Regions from separate parts of the Oryctolagus cuniculus genome. Here region 2 is linked to region 1. A link is a contact called in public Micro-C data. All regions are on one chromosome and are shown on one strand. Each heading gives the region's core, a stretch centred on a gene start, on an enhancer-like site or on the middle of the called end of the contact. The rest is flanking DNA. Distances are from core to core; before and after follow the strand shown.

What was found. A called contact is a pair of places that touch in the nucleus more often than the background predicts.
Region 2: a Micro-C map of ear pinna shows a contact between it and region 1, with 7 times the contacts expected there. The contact joins the promoter of ENTPD6 here to the promoter of APMAP in region 1. A contact is called at or near these places in 3 of 6 Hi-C or Micro-C datasets (ear pinna, psoas muscle and an unstated tissue).

The regions. Positions count from the first base shown.
Region 1 is chr11:49,424,784-49,427,686 of mOryCun1.1, reverse strand. APMAP (adipocyte plasma membrane associated protein) reads left to right here and starts at 1,389. Exons shown (of 9, transcript XM_002721540.5): 1 at 1,389-1,565. The coding sequence starts at 1,474.
Region 2 is chr11:49,593,737-49,596,639 of mOryCun1.1, reverse strand. It overlaps ENTPD6 (ectonucleoside triphosphate diphosphohydrolase 6), which reads right to left and starts at 1,413. Exons shown (of 15, transcript XR_011380029.1): 1 at 1,245-1,413.

The DNA.
Region 1 (2,903 bases), core at 140-2,639:
GCCATCCTCCACTGCACTCCTGGGCCATAGCAGAGTGGCCTGGAAGAGGGGTAACCGGGACAGAATCCAGCGCCCTGACCGGGACTAGAACCCGGTGTGCCGGCGCCGCTAGGCAGAGGATTAGCCTAGTGAACCACGGCGCCGGCTTAACTCAGTACAATTTTTAATGTAATAATTGCTTTAAGGCAGGCGCCGCGGCTCGCTAGGCTAATCCTCCGCCTTGCGGCGCCGGTACACCGGGTTCTAGTCCCTGTCGGGGCGCCGGATTCTGTCCCAGTTGCCCCTCTTCCAGGCCAGCTCTCTGCTGTGGCCAGGGAGTGCAGTGGAGGATGGCCCAAGTCCTTGGGCCCTGTACCCCATGGGAGACCAGGATGAGTACCTGGCTCCTGGCTTCGGATCAGGGCGGTGCGCTGGCCGCAGCCCGCTGGCCGCGGCGGCCATTGGAGGGTGAACCAACGGCAAAGGAAGACCTTTGTCTCTCTCTCTCACTGTCCCCTCTGCCTGTCAAAAAAAAAAAAAAAAAAAAAAAAGGAAAAACTTAATCTTGTGAAGAGCATTTGCTGGAAGCGACTGGAAGAGGTGCAGGTCTCAGATTTTGGGCAGAAGAAACCAAGACCGGTTGCTACTGGCACTAGGAACCATCTCCGGGAAAGACAGTCAAAATGCAGCGTTCAGAATCAACTTCCAGAAGTCGGCGTTGTGGCGCAGCCAAGTTCACCTGCTGTTGCCCGGAGCCCCTGCCCTGTGGTCATCTGGGGAGTGAGCCAGTGGGTGGAAGCTCTCTCTCTCCACACTGGGGAGCTGCGTTGGAAGTGGAGCAGCCGGTCCGGGGCTCCTGTGGGTTGCTGGCTTCGCAGACACCGGCTTTCTGCCATTGGCCTAGCTTTGCTGAGGGAGGGAGGCAGGGACCTGGGCTGCGGTCTGCCCGCCGTGCTCTCCCGGCACCGGCAAAGACCCTTGTTGCGGGCTCCCTACAACACTGGTCTTGGCCGGTTCTGCCTCTACTTACCTTTCATAAACTTTCCCTGACGTCCGTAGTAACCTTCCCCCAAAAACCCTAAGCCCCAGCCTTGCCGCGTCCCCCACCACAGGGAAACATGTTCCCGCCGCTTCTCTCCGCTAACAGAATCCGCACCGCGCCGTGAAGCGATCATGCGGGTCTCGCCGTCAGAATGAGGCGGTGAGCGCAGGTGCAGGGACAGCCAGCCGCGTTCTGGACCCCTCAGGCCGAGACGGAGCGGCACCGCAGCGGTGCCCGCACTCGCTCTGGAACGGCCTCAGCGCCCGGGATACCAGAAGGCGCGAGCTGGTTCTCTAGAGCCCGCCCGAAAGGGGCGGGGACGACGCTGCGGATTGGCCTTCCTCGATCATACGTCATTTCCGGGCGCCGTGGGGCGGGGCGGGGCGGGAGTCCGAGCCCGCGCTGCTCATTTCCAGAGGCGGCTGCGGGCTGAATTGGTGTGTCCTGCCAACATGAGCGAGGCGGACGGGCTGCGGCAGCGCAGGCCCCTGCGGCCGCAGGTGGTCACCGACGATGGCCAGGCCCCGGAAGCTAAGGACGGCAGGTGTGCTGGAGGCGGGGCCTGAGGGTGGGGGGATGACAGCGACCCCAGTACCAGGGGAGGTAGGGTGTCAGGTGCGCAGCGAGAGCGCTCTCGGATAACTCGCTTTGCAGTGGAGGACACCGGCCAGGACAGCCAGGGTGCATCTGCCGGGTCCTGGGGCCGCCGGCGCCGCTCCCGACCCCTCGTGCCCGGCACCCCAGGGCGTCCGCTGCCTCGCCTCTCCCTGGCTGTGGGCGCCCCTGCGCGCTGCCCTTCCTGCTGGTCCACCCGGTCCCAGCCGAGGGTAGCCGGGTGGCCGCGTCCTTGCCCGACCTCCTTCTAGGAGCAGATGCTGGGCCCCGTCTCCTCTCGTGGCCCTTCGGAGAGCTGGCTGCCGCACCTGCTCTTATGCTCTCGGCCCCCGGTCCCCACTTCGGAAAACAGAAGTGATGTTGAAGTCAAGCCTTGCAGGTGTTTTCTGACTGGGTGCCCTCGTCTGTGAGGTTTCGGGGTTCTGGCCTTTGTGCCCACCCTCGCTGTTTCAGGATTTTAGTGCCCGGTTTTGTTAGCTAAAAATTGAAACGTGCTCCTTAAACATAGCTTTCAATATGAGATACTTCCAATTCGCTTTCCAGGTTTGGGTTCTGAACTTTATAGTTTTGAATTTCTTTTTAAGTTTCTTTTTAATTTATTTGAAAGACAGATTTAGAGCGATAGCTCTCCCATCCGCTGGTTTGCTCCCCAAATGGCCGCAACAGCCAGTGCTGGGCCAGGCCGAGGCCAGGAGCCAGGAGCCAGGAGCTTCTTCCTGGTTTCCTACAAGGTTGTAGGGGCCCAAGCACTTGAGCCATCCCATCCTCCACTGCTTTCCCAGGTGCATTAGCTGGGAGCTGGATCAGAAGTGGAGCAGCCAGGACTCGAACTGGTGCCCATATGGGATGCTGATGCCGCAGACGGTGGCTTAACCCGCTGTGTCACAGCGCCGGCCCCCATAACTTTGAATTTTGAGAGAGGACCTAGAGACCTCCCTGGCCAAGCTCAGGGGTGGCGCTGACTGATTTATATGCTGATGGAAATGTGATAGATATGTTAGTCATCAGCAGTGTGCTGAGAGGAGAGGCCGATGTTGCATGGACTGGGTTTGTTCGTCTGGTGGTGGAGGCACACATTTTGAGAGAGAACCATAGCAGAGGAGCATCCTGGCTCCAGGAGGGCGACTGGGGAGAAGTCCTGGTGGTCGGCTTCCTGGGTCGGATCAGGAAGCAGCTGCATCACCTGTCCTGTCGGGTGACAACCCTCCTGGATTGCTGTGCACTCCAGTTTCCCGTTAGTGCTAACCCTGGCAAGCTGGGACAAGTT
Region 2 (2,903 bases), core at 164-2,663, 170 kb before region 1:
TCCAGGTTAAGGTGTCTGTCCATGGCTAAGACACCTGTAGAGGGCGCCAGATCTTTGGTCTGCTCAAGGACAGCGAAGGCAGGGCTGAAAGGAAGTGCAGCCAGGCCAGGAAAGAGGGTGTTGGAGGTAAACAGAGCCTTGGGCTCTGTGAGCCCAAGGCAGCAGCGAAGCTGTCCCCTGTCCCCAGGCAGGCCCTCAGGAACACAAGCCCGATGCAGCGTGCACTGGAGCCTGCCTGGTCTGCCAGCCAGTTTCTTCCAAGTGTTCAGTTGCATGCCAGGGTCAGGAGGACCACAGACCTGGGCCACACCTCCAGGGTTAGAGCTCCTCAATAATCCACCAGGCACGCTCCTGGAAAGTTAAAATGGACATCCCCCGGCTTCCTGACCCAGTCCACTCATGACTCAGCCCTGCCAGCCACCTGCTGTGTGCCTATCACAGCAGGGTGGCAGGAGAGGGCACCTCCAGGCCTCGGCTTGGCTTCTTCCCCAGCACCACCTGGGACAGACACGTGGCCCGGGCCGACTGGCCCTTCCCAGGGGCCGCAAGAGCGGCCACGTCTGCTGTGTTTTTCCAGAAGGACACCACCACACCCTTTCTGGCCTGCTCAGCAGCTCTGCAGAGTGGGTGGCAGGGAGGCCCTGGCCATCACATTCCCCACCTGCTCCCCCGTGGACCACGTGGGATGCGTGACCACCCTGGAAAACGGTGCCCGAAGGGAGCGTCTTAGTGACCAATCACCCTGGTGACTGTTACCCAGGGTGAGCGGGCCGTACCCACCTGCCCACCCTGCAACTCCAGCTGTGCCCCCCCACCCCACAACCTGCACAGCTGCATTTACGACAAAACCCGGACCCTGGCCCCCGCAAGCTCAGTCCAGGCCGGCAATGCCGGTCTCAAGGCCTCCCCGCTGGGGCTAACCATGCCCGTAGCTCCAGTGCTGCCCATCCAGCCTGGTTCCCCGGCCGGGAGGGGAGGGGCCTGCAGGCCCAGCCCCCCGGCCGCAGGCAGAATGAATGAACTCCGCAAGGGCGGGCGCCACGCCGAGCCCCGGCGCCCAGCCAGGACCAGCGGAGCCGGGACTGGAAGGCAGCAGGCGTGGGCGGCGGGGTGCAAGCCCCGGGAGCTGTCGCTCGGCGCCGGGGACCTGCCCGGCCGCGCGGGCCTCGCGCCCCGCGCATCTCCGGCGCGTCCGTGGCGGTCCCGACTGCAGGCCCGAGAGAGGCCCACCCGCGGGAGCTTACCGTGTGCTCCACCCACGCAAGTCCGCGGCGCCCCGGCAGCAGGCGGCCCACAGACGCGACGCCGGTTCTCCGGTCCCCGCCGGCGTCACCGCGGCCTCAGAGACCCGCAGAGCCCGGGAGCTCGGTCCCGCCCACGCGCGCGGTCGCGTCACCAGAGAGGCGGGGCTTCGCGGGTCCGGCGGCGCAGGCGCAGTGGCGGGCGTAGCGGGCCCGACTGCGCAGGCGCGCTTAGCGGGCGGCCCTTGGCGCTGGAGGCGTTGGTATTTGTCGCCTTCTGGGCTGCATGGGCGTCTAAACGCTAGGAGTTCTGTATCAGAGATTCCCCAGGGGCCCAGCCCTGGTCATGCCTAGCTTGGATGACCACAGCCTTAACCTTCACAGCCTTGTGGAATTTCTTTACATGATGTGTGAACAAGTTTCCCCCACCTTTTTTTTTTTTTTTTTCAAGATTTATTTTATTTATTTGAAAGGCAGAGTTAGAAGGAGAGAGATCTTGCATCTGCTGGGCCAGGCAGGAGCCAGGAGTTTCATCTGGGTCTCCCAAGTGGGTGGCAGGTGTCCAAGCACCTGGGCCGTCCTCCACTGCTTTCCCAGGCCATCAGCAGGGAGCTGGATAGGAAGAGGAGCAGCCAGGACTCGAACTGGCATCCACATGGGATGCCAGTGCTGCAGGCAGATGCTTAACCTAGTATGTCACAGCGCCGCCACTGTGCCAGTCCCCATGTGCTACTGGTTCACTCCACAAATGCTTGCAATAGCCAAGGCTGGACCAGGCGGAAGCCAGGAACTCATGCCAGGTCTCCCAGGTGGGTGGCAGCCACTCAAGAATGTAGGCCATCCCCTGCTGCCTCCCAGGGTGCGCGTTAGCAGGAAGCTGGAGTGGGAACAGAGCGGGGACTGCATCAAGCACTCTGATGTGGGATGTGTGCAAACAGTGCTGCCTTAACCACTGTGCCATACACCTGCCTGCCTACCTTCTTTCCTACCATTCCCGTCTAAGTGCCATTTTATGCAGCACAGTTTTGCTCTTTTGGTATTGTCAGCCTAAAACAGTTTCTAATCCCATTATTGTGAGGTCTGTCTTTCCCACGTGCTACTTAGAAATGTGGTGTTTGATTTGTGAGTTACGTTTAAAGTTAACCTTTTAATTAGTGAGTTCTCACTTGGTTTCGCTGTGGTCAGGGTACAGAATCTCTGTGATACCAGCTTGTAACTGTTTGTGGCTGCCTTTTGTAAGGTTCCCAGGGTACTGGAGGAGCTGTCTGATGAATGAGATGTCCAGAGGCCACACTTGTACAGGGTCACTTAGGATACAGCTACGTGCACACGAACCTGGCTCACCTCCCTGGCCAAGGCTGGGGCTGCACACGTGGCCATCACGGGCTTTGCTGCCTCCCGTGTGTGCTGTGGGAGTTTGGATGCTACCTAGAGGGTGTAGCAATAATGTGTCTGTCTTTTCTCTCTGCTCCTCGGTACTCCTGAGTACGAGAATCTGTTAAGTACACTAGTCAGTGAAGACAAGATGGCTCCTTTGTCAATATGCCAGAACATTTAATAGATTTTTCAGCCTCATGTGTTTTTCAGATATGGCTCAAAATGGAAAAGATACAAACTAACATACACTGATATTTCCAGTTATAGTTCACTTGTGTTCTGCAG